Linked DNA regions of Sus scrofa: all the other regions are linked to region 1. Evidence: chromatin contacts called from public Hi-C, HiChIP or PLAC-seq and promoter capture Hi-C data. All regions are on one chromosome and are shown on one strand. Each heading gives the region's core, a stretch centred on a gene start, on an enhancer-like site or on the middle of the called end of the contact. The rest is flanking DNA. Distances are from core to core; before and after follow the strand shown. Region 1 holds the start of RIPOR1 (protein FAM65A). Region 2 holds the start of PSMB10 (proteasome subunit beta 10). Region 3 holds the start of PSKH1 (serine/threonine-protein kinase H1). Region 4 holds the start of NUTF2 (nuclear transport factor 2). Region 5 holds the start of TSNAXIP1 (translin-associated factor X-interacting protein 1).

The links. Promoter capture Hi-C pulls out the DNA fragments that hold promoters and counts their contacts. Hi-C and Micro-C count contacts between places; a contact is called where the count stands out from the background. HiChIP or PLAC-seq counts read pairs in DNA pulled down with a chosen protein or histone mark.
Region 2: a Hi-C map of embryonic fibroblasts shows a contact between it and region 1, with 3 times the contacts expected there. The contact joins the promoter of PSMB10 here to the promoter of RIPOR1 in region 1. A contact is called at or near these places in 4 of 47 Hi-C or Micro-C datasets (embryonic fibroblasts, omental adipose tissue, skeletal muscle and 1 more) and 2 of 2 datasets of contacts at active chromatin or transcription factors (alveolar macrophages and skeletal muscle).
Region 3: a contact with region 1 is called in an H3K27ac HiChIP or PLAC-seq map of alveolar macrophages. The contact joins the promoter of PSKH1 here to the promoter of RIPOR1 in region 1. A contact is called at or near these places in 1 of 5 promoter capture datasets (fetal liver), 1 of 47 Hi-C or Micro-C datasets (epiblast stem cells) and 1 of 2 datasets of contacts at active chromatin or transcription factors (alveolar macrophages).
Region 4: a contact with region 1 is called in a promoter capture Hi-C map of liver, with 3 times the contacts expected there. The contact joins the promoter of NUTF2 here to the promoter of RIPOR1 in region 1. A contact is called at or near these places in 2 of 5 promoter capture datasets (fetal liver and liver) and 2 of 2 datasets of contacts at active chromatin or transcription factors (alveolar macrophages and skeletal muscle).
Region 5: an H3K27ac HiChIP or PLAC-seq map of alveolar macrophages shows a contact between it and region 1. The contact joins the promoter of TSNAXIP1 here to the promoter of RIPOR1 in region 1. A contact is called at or near these places in 6 of 47 Hi-C or Micro-C datasets (embryonic fibroblasts, epiblast stem cells, heart right ventricle and 3 more) and 2 of 2 datasets of contacts at active chromatin or transcription factors (alveolar macrophages and skeletal muscle).

Annotation. Positions count from the first base shown.
Region 1 is chr6:28,155,172-28,157,880 of Sscrofa11.1, reverse strand. RIPOR1 (protein FAM65A) reads right to left here and starts at 1,373. Exons shown (of 22, transcript XM_021094059.1): 1 at 1,075-1,373.
Region 2 is chr6:28,546,226-28,548,934 of Sscrofa11.1, reverse strand. It overlaps PSMB10 (proteasome subunit beta 10), which reads left to right and starts at 1,326. Exons shown (of 8, transcript NM_001044565.1): 1 at 1,326-1,479; 2 at 1,691-1,778; 3 at 1,869-1,966; 4 at 2,061-2,201; 5 at 2,473-2,588; 6 at 2,699-2,709. The coding sequence starts at 1,424.
Region 3 is chr6:28,507,474-28,510,182 of Sscrofa11.1, reverse strand. PSKH1 (serine/threonine-protein kinase H1) reads right to left here and starts at 1,398. Exons shown (of 3, transcript XM_021094111.1): 1 at 1,263-1,398.
Region 4 is chr6:28,467,939-28,470,647 of Sscrofa11.1, reverse strand. It overlaps NUTF2 (nuclear transport factor 2), which reads right to left and starts at 1,374. Exons shown (of 5, transcript XM_003126922.5): 1 at 1,091-1,374.
Region 5 is chr6:28,427,205-28,429,913 of Sscrofa11.1, reverse strand. TSNAXIP1 (translin-associated factor X-interacting protein 1) reads right to left here and starts at 1,383. Exons shown (of 16, transcript XM_021094108.1): 1 at 909-1,383. The coding sequence starts at 955. It overlaps RANBP10 (ran-binding protein 10), which reads left to right and starts at 1,531. Exons shown (of 14, transcript XM_003355780.5): 1 at 1,531-1,801; 2 at 2,571-2,682. The coding sequence starts at 1,567.

The DNA of each region.
Region 1 (2,709 bases), core at 124-2,623:
GTAAATGCTCCCTGACCCTCCACTTCTCAGTCCTCTCAGCCTTTGCCCTGTTCTGGATGTGTTGGACACAGATGATTCCCCTCCTCTCTGAAACTCCCTCTGGTTTCTCTGGTGGCTCCTCTTGGATTTCTAGCTGCTTCTCTGGCTGTACCTCTTCACATCCCTTGGTGGCTCCTCAGGGTGCTGGGCCCCTTTCACCCTTGATACTTTTCTCCAAGCCATCCTGACAACTTCCAGGGCCTCATTTCTGTTTCCACAGTGATGCCTTGAATCTTGACCCCCCATCTCTTGTGCTGTCTTCCCCCTTAAGATGACTCTTGGGCACCCCAAATGCACTGTATAAAGTCGACCCCCTCTCTTCTCCTCAGAACTGCTCTCCCTCCCGGGTTCTTATGTTAGTCTTGGTGGCTTTTCCGCTGACACCTCATTGCTCATCAATCTTTCCTGTCCTCCCCGCCCCTGCTGCCCTACCCTTGGCCAGGGCACCATCTGCACCTCCTTGCTGGCCTCTTAGTGTCTATTCTTGGTTTCGCCTGGCTAGATCCATTCTCCACAGGGCGGCTGGATCTCTTATGCATATCAGACCCTGTCCCCTCTCACTTCCCTGCTGGCCCTTCATCTCTGGCCATTTCCTCCCCATGAGATCCTAGCTCCAGCCAGATTGAATTTTTTGGTTCCCTGAATACACCCTGCCTTCCCACACCCCCATGTCTTTGCACAGGCTGTTCTATGCATCTTTATCCTCTTTCCTTCACTTGGCTAACTTGTGCCTATCCCGGTTTATTCTCTGGGATACCTTCCCTGGACCCCAGGCCAGATCAGTAACCTCTTCTTCACTTTCAAAAGTGCTTCTCCCATCACAGCCCTTGTCTGGTGCCCCTCCAGAAAGGGCCACCTGCTCCTCCCCAGGGCTCCACATACCAAGGCCAGATTGAAGTCAAGTCACTTGACACTGTGCCTGATTCCCATACCCAGGGGTCAGAGATCTCAAAAGTCATCAAGTTGCATAGAGAAAGACCATGCCTGAGGCCAGTGAACAGGTAGCCAGGCTGGGATGGGAACCAAGACTCTTACCTTCTCTTCCAGGGCTTCCTTGCTCCCCTGGATGCTGTTGCAAGTTGAGTCATGATCCTTGAAGGCCAGAAGGACTTGGACCAGAAGAGAGTTGCTAGGCTCTCAGCCTAGGGAGAAGGTAGCCATCAGCCTAGGCCCAGGGAGCTGGCAAAGGCTGTCCCAGGAAGCAGACCAGCATGCAGGGGGCTCCAGGCCCACCCATCTGATGAAAGGGTTTAATGAGAGTCCTTTCTCCCACAGAGTTGAGCAGTGGGAGTGTGGCCTGGATGTCAGACCGGGAGGGCCCAAATTCCTAAAGGGCAATGGTGGCAGCTGTTAGGTCCCTGGGTTAATTATCTCCAGTGTCACTCAGAAGAGAATGTGCTGAGGTGGGACCTCCCCCGCCTGGCTTTGGCTTCTCAGGGCAGGGATCTTTCCAGGACTCTTCTTGCTCCCCACCGGGCTGGAGTCTGAAGATCAGCTTGGTATTCCCTCAGGCCTCAGCTCTCTCACCCTACTTCGGCCAACAAGGGACTCCTGAGACTTCTTCGTAGGGTCCCACCATTGAAAGTTCGCTCTTGCTGTGCCCCCTGCCTGCTCCATGGCTGGGCCCAGCTGCTCAGTGAGCTCGGTAAATACTGCTGAATTGAACTGCTCTGTAAATAAACATGAAGTGCTAAATCGGCTGCCTGGCACTTAGGAGATGCACCTCCCCAGAATTTGCTAAGCAAACAAATAACCCCACATAGGGGAAGAGAAAGGACCCATCCCGTCTTTTCTTGTGCTTCTGTTTCCCAAACTGAGCTCCATTCATTTCTTCCAAGCAGCCCCGCTCATCTGATCCAGGCCTCTGCCTGAAATTTAGCCTGATGGTTAATGTGTCTGCCCTAGATGTCAAGAAGCCTTCTAGCATCCTCACAGTGGCTCACATCCCTGAATCTTCTTGTCATTTGGCACAAATGTGATGACTTGCTCAATGGCTGTGAGCTCTGTAGGAACAGGGCCCTAAGTACTCCACAGCCAGTGCCCAGCATGGGAACTTGATGATAAATATCTGTTGCATTAGGAATGACTGCAGGCCTTGGAACACTGGGATATTTCTTCTTCTGAAGCTGCCTGGATAATTTGTGGAGTGGGTTGGTTGGTGCCATCTCCATCATTCATTCCAATTTGCCCAAATGCACAGGCCCTCACTTGAGCTCTGTCTGGCTCCTTGCTATTTCTCTAGTCTTTCTCAGTGTTGTTTTTTCTCCTTGAATTTCCACAAGAGCAGAAAAGCTTGACAGTTTCACACTAAAGCTGAGCACTTTCTCTAGGCTTCCTACTGGCTTGTTTCCTGGAATCTGCTTTCCATCTCTCTTGGCTTATAAAGCAGTGACTCATTTATTGAGCCAGGAGTCTCTTCTCTGCATGAATTTCTTTCTTGTAGGAAATGCGAAAGGAGCAGGTGACATCATCTTTCATCCCCATCTCTTGGCCCTGGCTTATTAAAATCTAAAACCCCAGCTTTGTTGTATCATGAGAGGTGGTGGAACTGCTGGTTCTCCCCTCAACACAGGCAGTCCTCCTTAAACTAGGGCTCTTGAATCCCCAGGGGCTCATCTTAAGGAATTTTCAGATCCCCAACCTCCAGACCCCACAAGGGCACAGAATTAC
Region 2 (2,709 bases), core at 77-2,576, 390 kb before region 1:
CTGGCCTGGGAACCTCCATATGCCGTGGGCACAGCCTAAAAACCATGAGTCACAAAGACACATGTACTCCGATGTTCATTGCAGCACTATTTTCAATAGCCAAAACATGGAAACAACCTAAATGTCCATCAACAGAGGAGTGGATTAAGAAGATGTGGTACATATACACAATGGAATATTACTCAGCCATTAAAAAGAACGAAATACCAGCATTTTTAGCAACATGGATGGACCTAGAAATTATCATGCTACGTGAAGTCAGCCATACAATGAGATACCAACATCAAATGCTTTCACTGACATGTGGAATCTGAAAAAAAGGACAGACTGAACTTCTTTGCAGAAAAGATACTGACTCACAGACATTGAAAAACTTATGGTCTCCAGAGGAGACAGTTTGGGGGATGGGGGGATGTGCTTGGGTGTGGGATGGAAATCCTGTGAAATCAGATTGTTATGATCATTATACAACTACAGATGTGATAAAGTCATTTAAGTAATAAAAAATAAATTTTAAAAAGGACAAAAAGACAAAAATAAATAAATGAATAAATAAATAAATAAATAAATAAATAGGAAAGAGTATGACCAGATTTCCAATCTAGTAAAAAGCCCCGTCTCTGCAGGGTAGAGTGTAGCCTGTGCTGGAAGATGAGGGGCAGGAAGTGTGGGGAAACCAGGGAGGCCAGTGTAGAATCTAGGGGAGAGATACTGCTAGTTGAGATAAGCAGTAATTAGGAGAAAGATCTGGATAGATCAAGGGTCATTTGGGAAGTGAAAAAAGGCTTGGCCATGGGTAGAGCCCAGAATGTGTATGGGCCACCAGATGAACAGCCATGGCACCGTTCCTGAGAGAGAGAAAACAGCACCTGAAACAGGGATGATGGAAGGATCGGCATTGCCTTGGCCAAGGATTGAGCCTTGGAGTCTGAGGTTTGATGGAAAAGGCTAAGGCAGCAAAATAGGCAGGAGTTGGGAGAAGGAGAGTAATAAAAGACAATAGGCAGCTGATGCTGTTGGCAGGCCAGTAACAATGAGATCAGAGACTTGGTCAGTGTGACAGCTTGGGGCATTGGGACTTGCAATTAGAGTTGGGGTCAGAGTAGGCAGAGCTCAGGGCTCAGGCGGGACAATGGCCAGAAGGGAGGTATTTGTTGCTGTATCAGACAGAGGCCTGGGAGCAACATGGAGAACCAGGCAAGGGACATCTCACCCTTGCCAAGCTGCATAGGACCAGAGGTGAAGGTGAAAGTGAAAGAGGATGCAGAAAGGAGCCATCATGCTGTGAGGAAATGTGAAAGCGAAAGCAGTTAAGCTCAGTCGTGCAGGACAAGGACAAAGGACAAGGCTGTGGCCTTCTTTGCTTGGTGCTGGTCCTACTCCTCTGACCTCCATACCCCTGGACTGCCCTGCCCACCTGGACATGCAGAAGATAGCGCTAGAGCCCCTAGGGGGCTTTTCCTTTGAGAACTGCCAGAGGTGAGTGGGGGGATGATTGGTCCCCAGCTGCCTAGGTCCTCAGTGAGGGTCTCTGGGAGTGGGAGAACCAGGATCTTTAAAAGTAAGACGACGACTTGGGTTCCGAGGCTTACATGGAGAAGTGAGAGAAACGTGGACGGAGTTGGAGAATGTGATTGGGGGAGGGGGATCCCATAAGAAAAGAAACCTGAGACTTTTCCCTCCGTTCCAGAAATGCATCCTTGGAACGCGCCCTCCCTGGGTTCCGGGTCCCTCACGCACTCAAGACGGGGACCACCATTGCAGGTCTTGTATTCCAGGTGAGCAAGAAGTTGTGACTGTGGGGCGTGGAGGGGCGGCCGGGAATAGGAAGTGGGCAATGACCTAACGGCTTCTCCCCTCTTCTCCAGGACGGGGTAATCCTGGGCGCGGATACGCGGGCCACTAACGACTCGGTCGTGGCGGACAAGAGCTGCGAAAAGATCCACTTCATCGCCCCCAAAATCTAGTGAGCATTCCTCTCAAGAACTGCCCCTTAGTTCCCCGTCCCTGGTCTCCGCACACCTTAGCCCCGACCACATGGACCCTCCCTTCACCCTCAGCTGCTGTGGGGCTGGAGTAGCCGCGGACGCCGAGATGACCACGCGGATGGCGGCATCCAACATAGAGCTACACGCACTATCCACCGGCCGCGAGCCGCGCGTGGCCACTGTCACTCGCATGTTACGCCAGAAGCTCTTCCGGTGCTGGAGCTGGGCTAAGACGACCCTGGGGAGGGGCAGTTGCAGGGAAGGTGGGGCTGATAGGAGGTGGGACAAGAGGAAGGACAGGGCTGCGAGGTGCCGGGAGACCGGAAGAGGTCAGCCTAAGAGGAGTTAAGAAGGCAACCGGAAGCAGCAATGTCAGTCATGGGGCTCCAGACCACGGGAAGGGGCGGGGCTCGGGTGCAGGACCATGGAGGGGAGGGACCTGGGTCCTGGTTTGTTTGGCTGACTGCGCCCACTTGCGGAAAAGGTACCAGGGCCATGTGGGCGCGTCGCTAATCGTGGGCGGCATAGACTTCACAGGACCCCAGCTCTACAGCGTGCACCCCCATGGGTCCTACAGCCGTCTGCCCTTCACGGCCCTAGGTGAGCCCTTCCATCCCTTCCCCACGAATCCCACGTATACCATCCTGGCCTCCCGTTTCTCCCGCGACCATGCGGCCGCGGCTGACCTCAGATACCCCTCCTGTCTACAGGCTCCGGCCAA
Region 3 (2,709 bases), core at 149-2,648, 350 kb before region 1:
CACAATAAACTCCAACATGAATAGAAATTCAGAGGAGTCAGGGGTTCCATGAGAAGGGAGGCTTTTCCAAGGAAATGAAATCTAAGGCAGATTTTATAGCTTTTTTTTTTTGCTATTTCTTGGGCCGCTTCTGCGGCATATGGAGGTTCCCAGGCTAGGGGTCAAATCGGAGCTGTGGCCGCCAGCCTACGCCAGAGCCACAGCAACGCAGGATCCGAGCCGCGTCTGCAACCTACACCACAGCTCACGGCAACGCCGGATCGTTAATCCACTGAGCAAGGGCAGGGACCGAACCCGCAACCTCATGGTTTCTAGTCGGATTCGTTAACCACTGCGCTAAGGCAGATTTTAAAGGACAGATGTAAATTTTCCATAGTGGTGGGTGGAGGTGGGGATGAAGGAAAAGAAAAGTATTACCATGCCCGGGTGCGGCCCTAAAAAGACAAAAAAAAAAAAAAGTACTACAAAGTGAGAAAATTGCATATCTAAAGCAAGAGTGTATTAAAACAGAACTAAAGGCAGGTTCACATACCCCCCAAAACAATGTAAACAGGAAACAGAAGTGGCTAGGATTTCGGGATTATACCTCTATCAGATTATGAAGAGCCCTGAATGCCTTGCTATGAGCTTTGGCCTTTATCCTGTAGGTACCACGGGGCCAGTTTTAGGCAATGAAGGATTTATTCAGATTTTTCATGTGGGAATTCAACTTCATAGCCTCATGGAGGGAGAGTGAGCGTGGAGGAGTTGGACTTTGCCTGCTTTTATAAAAGCAGAGGGACAACTAATTTACAAGGCAGGCGAACCGGACGGACTCAGACCTACTCTTCCCCTCAAAATAAACAAGGAAGCGACCAGCCGTCCTCCGGGCCCCCTGGCGTTTGTTCGCAAAGGAGTGGGTGTGCAATAGATGCCGGACATGAGAAAGTAATGAGGACAACCGGGTCAATCCACTCTGACCTACGCCGGCTGGTTGAACAGAAGGCGAAACAGCAGACCATGACCACCTGGCTCTTGCGGCCTCAGAGACGGGCTACCCAACGCAGCAGCAAGTCTCAAGGCCAGTCCAGCCTCGAATACCGGGGCCCTCGAAGAGCGGTCTCCTGGCCTGCTCCCTAGTCCCGTAGGCCCCGGCGCCCCGGGCACGAGCCGAGGGCTCTCAGCTGGATAGGGACGGGCCCAGTGCTCCAAGAAGCGACCGTTGCAGCAGCTCGTCAGCCCCTCCCACCCATGGGGCCGTCGCCTGGGCCCAGCCGCCTCACCTCGCACGGGCGGCGGGCTCTTTGGCGTCTGAGCACCTGTGCTGACCCTCTCCGGGCTGCGGTTACGGCACCCGCCGCCGCCGCCGCCGCAGCCGCCGCCATCCTCAGGCGTCAGCGTCGTGGCGTCATCACAGCGCGCGCTTGACGCCAAAACAAACTCCGTACGCCCACTGGGCGGGGCTGGGAAGGACTCCGGAGGGCAGGGCTACGCGCTCGGAGCGTTGTCTGTCAGTCAACGCTTTCAGGGCGGGGCTGGGCTCTCTCCCGGGAATAACGGGTGAGTCTTTGTGTCGCTCCGAGAACCTTGAACTTAGGTTTGGCAGTCACAGTAGATAGTGGGGAGAATGTTTTAAGATCCTTGTTAGGGAGTTCTCCTTGTGGCTCGGCGGAAACTAATATAACCAGCATCCATGAGGACTCAGGTTCCACCCGTGGCTTCGCTCAGTGGGTTAAGGATCCGGGTGTTGGCATGAGCTGTGGCGTAGGTCGCAGAAGCGGCTGGGATCTGGCGTCGCTGTGGCTATGGTGTAGGCCTTCGGCTACAGCTCCCTTTAGACCCCTAGCCTAGGAATCTCCATATGCCGCGGGTTCTGCCCTAAAAAGGAAAAAAAAAAAAAGAAAGAAAGAAAGAAAGAAAAAGATTGTAGTTAGGAGAGAGGGTGCTTTATAGTGCGAGATTGGGGATATAGTGCAATTCAACAGAAGTTTCTGGAAGTTCCTCTGGAATTATGCAAAGGACAGTCTTAATTTTTTTGTTTGTTTGTTTGGTCTTTTGTCTTTTTAGGGTCGCAGCCGCGGCATATGGAGGTTCCCAGGCCAGGGGTCTAATTGGAGCTGTTGCCGCTGGCCTACGCCAGAGCCACAGCAACGGCCAGATCCAAGCCACATCTGCGATCTACACCACAGCTCACAGCAACGCAGGATCCTTACTTAACCCGCTGAACAAGGCCAGGGATCAAACCTACAACTTCATGGTTCCTAGTTGGATTCGTTTCCACTGTGCCGAGATGGGAACTCCAGGACAGGCTTAAATTTAATTAATAAATTATTTTTTAAACTACAGTTAAAATAATTCAATTGTAAATCAACTATAATTAAAAAATAAACTAAATAAAATAAAATAATTCAGGCACTCAGATATGTTGAATTTGACCTCCATCACAGAGGAGTTGCAAATGGTTAACTTAAAGATCGATGAAATCAGTTTTAGGCCAACTGTGTAGTAACATTTTTTTTTTTTATTGTTTTTCTTTTTAGCCAGGCCCAGGGCATTCCCTGGCCAGGGGTCAATCTGAGCCACAGCAGCGACCTGAGCTGCTGCAGTGACAACAGCAGATCCTTAGTCGGCTCTCCCACAGGAGAACTCCTTGCTTTATTGTTTTTGTTTTTGTTTTGTTTTTGTCTCTTTAGGGCCGCACTTGTGGCATGTGGAGGTTCCCAGGCTAGG
Region 4 (2,709 bases), core at 125-2,624, 310 kb before region 1:
AGTCCAAATGTGCCCCATGCCCAATGTTGCTTGCAGCCCAGCCTCCTGCTTGGCACTAGGCTCATAGACCTCAGATCCAGATTCTACTTTCCCCTCAATTAAGCCCCAACTTATCGTTATCATTCTTACAGAATCATCCTCCTCTGTGGGAGGAGGTCAGCTGACTCTGGGAGGGGAAGATGCAAGGATTAGACTGTGCCCAAGAGAACTAACAATGTGTTGGAGGCTCAAAAATTCAGCCTCACCTCCCTCGCTTCCTTCCTCCCTCCCTCCACTAACACAGCTGGCCAACCCACCGACGCTGGGGCCTGGTCACCGATAGAGAGAAGGGCCAGGGAAGGGGCTGAGGGTGTCCGGAGCCGCCTCATCACTTCGGGCCAGATCCTCCAAGGCTGGCTGGGGGTGTTGTCCCACGTGGAACCCCCTCCTGTTCCAGATTCCCTGATCTTGCCCTCTAGGGAGAAGAACCTTTGCTTGAGTTCCAGAATGGGAAATAGGTTTCGTGCACCCTCAGAAGGCAAACAAGCGAGGGAGTGTTCACCCATATTCCAGCTGAACTATGGTTGTGAACTGGGTGAGGGTAGAGCTGCGGCAGGTGGGCGCCCTCACCCAATGCTGACTCCGGAGCGGGCCGGATGGCACTTGCCCATCCCCGGATCCTCGGCAGGGGGGCAGCAGGACGTGGGGCTCGGGTCGGCCCGCTAGCCTGCCGGCAGAGTTTGCGGGACTTGGGCAGGCCGAGATAGGCCAGACAGGGCGGGGCCCAGAGAGCCCCATCTGGGTGGTCCAGACCAGAAAAAAAAACTAGCCCCGGCGCAATCGGGTGTGCCCGCCACACGCACGAGTACACCCGAAATAGGTTCCTGGCTGTCCCTCTGTGTTTCCCCCGGCCGCCGCCACAGAGGACCGGCGGGAGGCGGAGCCGCGCTCGACACATGGCCCCGGCCCCGCGCGGCTTCGGGCGGCCGGGGGGGGGGGGAGGAGGGGAGGGGAGGGGCCGCCCCGGGACTAGCTGCGGAGGCTCCAGGCGACCCGGAGCGCGGCTCCTGCGGCCCAGCCCCAGCCCCGGAGCGCTAGCCCCAACACTCACCCGAGGGGCTGGCACGATGGCGGCAGCGGCGGCGGCAACCTAGCGCGGTCTGCGACGGACTGTCCCTTCCCCCCTGCCTTCCCTTGCCACTCCGCTGCACTCTGGGAAACGGAGTCCCCCCATTCTCCTTTCCGGCGTAGGTGCGCCGGGAGAAAACTACAGTTCCCGACGTCCTATGCGCTGCGGCCCAGACACGGCCCGGAGCGCGGGAGGTGATACTAAGTCAGGGAAGGAGGCTGCCGGGGCGAGCCCCTGAGAATTGTGGTCTAGCGGAAGCCTCTGGAACAACTCGAGCTTGGCGCCAGGCTGGGGTCAGGGCTCTGTTGTCGCCAGGTCCCAGCCGGTCCGGCACCGCCCCTATTGCGCGGCAGTTCAGTGTTGGCCCTGCCTCCGTGAGATCTGGGCCTGGCCCCAAGTTGGCCTAGCAGCCCCTCCCTGGGCCCCTGAGCTGTTTCCGCCTGCAAAACCCCCTCCCCTTTGGCGCTCTGGCCACCCCTTTGACTCTTTCTGAGCGGTGCTCTAAGGCCCGCTGGGGTGGAACCCATAGCTTCTGTTCCAGTACTTGCGTCCTGCCTAGTGCCAGTTGGACCCAAAGCCGATTTCAAGCAGGAGAGGCCTTTCTTGGGCTGGAGACTCAAATACCAAGTGGGGCTTAACTAGAGACAAGATTACTCTTAAGATTTCTACAGTTAGCGTCTACAAAACATTCTCAAGGGGTATTTTGGAGCAGGCAGGGCAACTGAGTTTCATTTTATTAATAAGAAAAGAGAAATAACTGGTTTGCTCAAACTTTCCCCATGATTTAAGTGATGAAGTTGCAATCTCTCTCTCCCACCCATTTCCCTTTTCTTTCAATGCCCATTTTCGTCGTTTCCTGGGCAACACATACATTTGAAGTAAGCCTTTTGGGAAAATTCTCTGCAGCTAACCTGGGGGTAAAACAGCTACAAGGCTTCTCCTGGACAGTGATCTTGCGGTACTCTTAGTTCTTCCAGAAGAGTTTTACACCTTCACAGATCCTCACTCCTACCCCCACCCTTCCTCCTTGGAATGGCTGGTAAGACTAGGCCAGGTTTCTGTTTTTTAAATCCCAGATCTGTATTAACTTTGCCTGACTAGATTCTTGTCTTATTACTCAGTCATTGAGACACTGCATTGCCCTGCTTGTGGTGTATTTAGGACCTCCTTTGCTCAGCTTTCTTCCTTTCCCCAGAAGCTGAAATACCTGCTAGGTTGAGCGCTCACAATATCCAATACAGGACAGTCCTGGCCAGAATCTGGCCCTCACCTTGTCTTGAGAGTGCTGCTGAGAGGCTCAAGTAAGCCAAAGCAGAAATAGTGTAAGTCCTTTCAACAAACAGGAGCTTAAGGATACACTAAAGAACCCACGTTGAGCCTGGGAAAATCCTCACTCCTAGTGAAGAAGAGCAGGGACAGTTAAGAAACTGATCCATTAGCTGCTTGCAAAGGGTTTCAGTCCCAACTGGCCTGGAACAGCACTGCTGGGCTTTTACCACATTAAACTTGCCAGAACTAACCCTACAAGAGATACAATCCCTTCTGTAACTAGGCACAACCTGTGCCCCACCCGTCCTCCTCACCAGAGACTTGGGATGTCA
Region 5 (2,709 bases), core at 134-2,633, 270 kb before region 1:
CTGAGCCACGATGGGAACTCCAAAATTTTTTGTTTTAAATATATGCTTTGTGACTTTCCTGGCTAACGGAGCTTGTTATCTTATTTTCAGTGTCCAGAGGCTGCACCCTGAATACAGGCAGGAGCTAGCAGGAGGCCTCGGGATGTTTCTAGGCTGCTTAGTGATGCTTCTTTGTCATAAACCAGTGGGTGCAGAGGCTGTTAACCTTGTGGCTAAGCGCTCAGTTTCAGGAATCACACATGCCTGGCTGGGTTTGAATCCTAGCTCAGTCATTTATAAACAGGTGTAAAACTCATGATCTCTCTAGACTTCTATTTCTCTATTTGTAAAATGGTGATATTACTAATTCATAGAGTTGTTGTGAGGGTTAATTGTGCTATGTAAAGAGCATGGCACAATTCCGGCTGTGGCTCAGCGCATTAAGAACCGGACAGAAGATACGTGAGGATGCGGGTTCCATCCCTGGCCTTGTTCAGTGGGTTAAGGATCTTGTGTTGTCCTGACCTGAGGTGCAGGTCCCAGACGTGGCTCGGATCTAGTGTTGCTGTGGCTGTGATATAGGCCGGCAGCTGCAGCTCCCATTCGACCCCTAGCTTGGTTATTTCCATACGCCGCTGGTGCGGCCCTAAAAAGATAAAAAAACACAAACAAACAAACAAACAAAAAAACTTGGCACGCTCAATACAAACAAGATGGCTGTTACTAATGATAAAGTATGCCTGCCCTTTTACAAGAATGTAACGGCCTCCCTGAGCTGAGGAGTCATCTGAGATTCTGTTTCTTCATCACCTATCCTGTGCGGTTGGAGCCCCAGACCAACGGAGAGAGGTCCGAATCAGGTACCATTTATTTCTTTTTCTGGAAGTAGTAAAGCCCTCTTCTCCGCCCTCAGCCCTGCCAGCGCTTACCTCGACGTGGTCGCCAAGCTGGGGCACTGCGGTTTGGAGGAGGCCATGACCCTAGGGCAGCCGTGCAGCCAGCACTCGCGAACTGGAAAGCCGTGCTAGTGTACAGCTCGTCGCCATGGCGACCAGTTCCCAGCAGCCCAGCGGCGGGGGCGGGGTCAAGGTTGTGTCTTGCCCCCAGCCCAGAGCCCGCGGGCTAGGAGGAAGGCCAAGTAGCCAAGATGGGGTCAGACTTGGGAATAGGGTCTTCTCAGAGTCTGTCACTACAGCAGATATGACTCTAGCGACCAGAATTGAGGCAGGAGGATAAACAGAGGCCATGGGTGAGGGAGGCGAAGTGAGAGGCCAGAATCGCGTTGCCAGCGGGAACTGTAGTTTTTGGTGTCCTAATAGCTTGGCTAAGCAGGCTTATGACTGAGTCGGTTTGTACTACATCTCCCAAAGTTCTTTACCAGCCCGAGCTAGCCTCCCTATGGAGAGCTCTGCATTCTGGGAAATGAAGTCCGAAATATGGCAGGGCGTGGCAGTATGCAAAGAGAGGTACCTAACTCGGACTCGATTTCCCTGCGGCCCGGGTTTGCTCTCCGGCCATTGGCTGAGCGGGGCGGATCTAGTCCTGTTCTTCCCCGCCCCCAGTGACACAATAGCAGCTCCCTCCAAGATGGCGGCGGCGACGGCGGATCCGGGAGCTGGGAGCCCGCAGGTTGGAGACTCCTCCGGCGGGGGCGCTGGGGGCGGGCTGCCGTCTCCGGGGGAGCAGGAACTGAGCCGGCGCCTGCAGCGCCTGTATCCCGCGGTCAACCAGCATGAGACGCCGCTGCCGCGCTCCTGGAGCCCCAAGGACAAGTACAACTATATCGGCCTCTCCCAGGGCAACCTCCGCGTCCACTACAAAGGTATCGGCCTGTTTGGCCGCGGGGGGTAAAAGGCCAGAGCGTCAGCAGGGTGGCTGTGCTGTCCAGCCCCTGCTTCATCACTTCCTTTCCCCAAGCTCCGGATTAGGCCTTAGCTCCTGTTGGGTGTTTGGGTGGTGGGCTGACCAGACCGAGGATTGGCTGCTTAGCCTACTCTGCCGTGAGACTTCGGATGTCAGGAGAACCTCAACAGGTGTCCAAACCCAGTGCTGGGTTGGACATTGCACCCAAGGCCTTCTTGCCTGTCCTGTGGTAGTTGGAACTCTCCCTGGGCCCTTCACCACTGCTTAGCTTTAAACGTCTCTGTAGACATTAGTGGTCTCATCCTCTCTATTAGCCAGAGGTGCATGAGCTTGCTTACCTGCTGGACATCTCAGACACTGCCTACGGTTCTGTGCTAAAGTTGTGGGGCCATCTTCCAGGGCTGCCTCTTCCTCCCTTAGTCTCCTAAGTGGGCTGCTTGGCTGCTTGTATTCTGGAGAGTCTGGCAGCAGCACGAGGGAATCTCTCACTTGTCACCCACCTTGCATATGCCTCCTGTGGTTTGTATGGAGACAGTGTCTCAGACAGTGCTACTGTTCTGAGGATGAGGTGGGAGGTTTGTGTGTTTGCTCAGTTGTTGTCTAATTACACCTTGGACCAGGAAAGGGCTTCCTCTGGCTATGAGGGGTGAAGTTGCTGTGGAGCAGAGAAGAATGAGTCTTCCATTTGCATTTCCTTTTGCTGAAATTTCTTTGTCCTCTCTTACTAGGTCATGGCAAAAATCACAAAGATGCAGCCTCAGTGCGCGCCACCCACCCCATACCTGCTGCCTGTGGCATTTATTACTTTGAGGTGAAGATTGTCAGCAAAGGAAGAGATGGGTAAGCCCAATACTGAGCTGTTCCTTT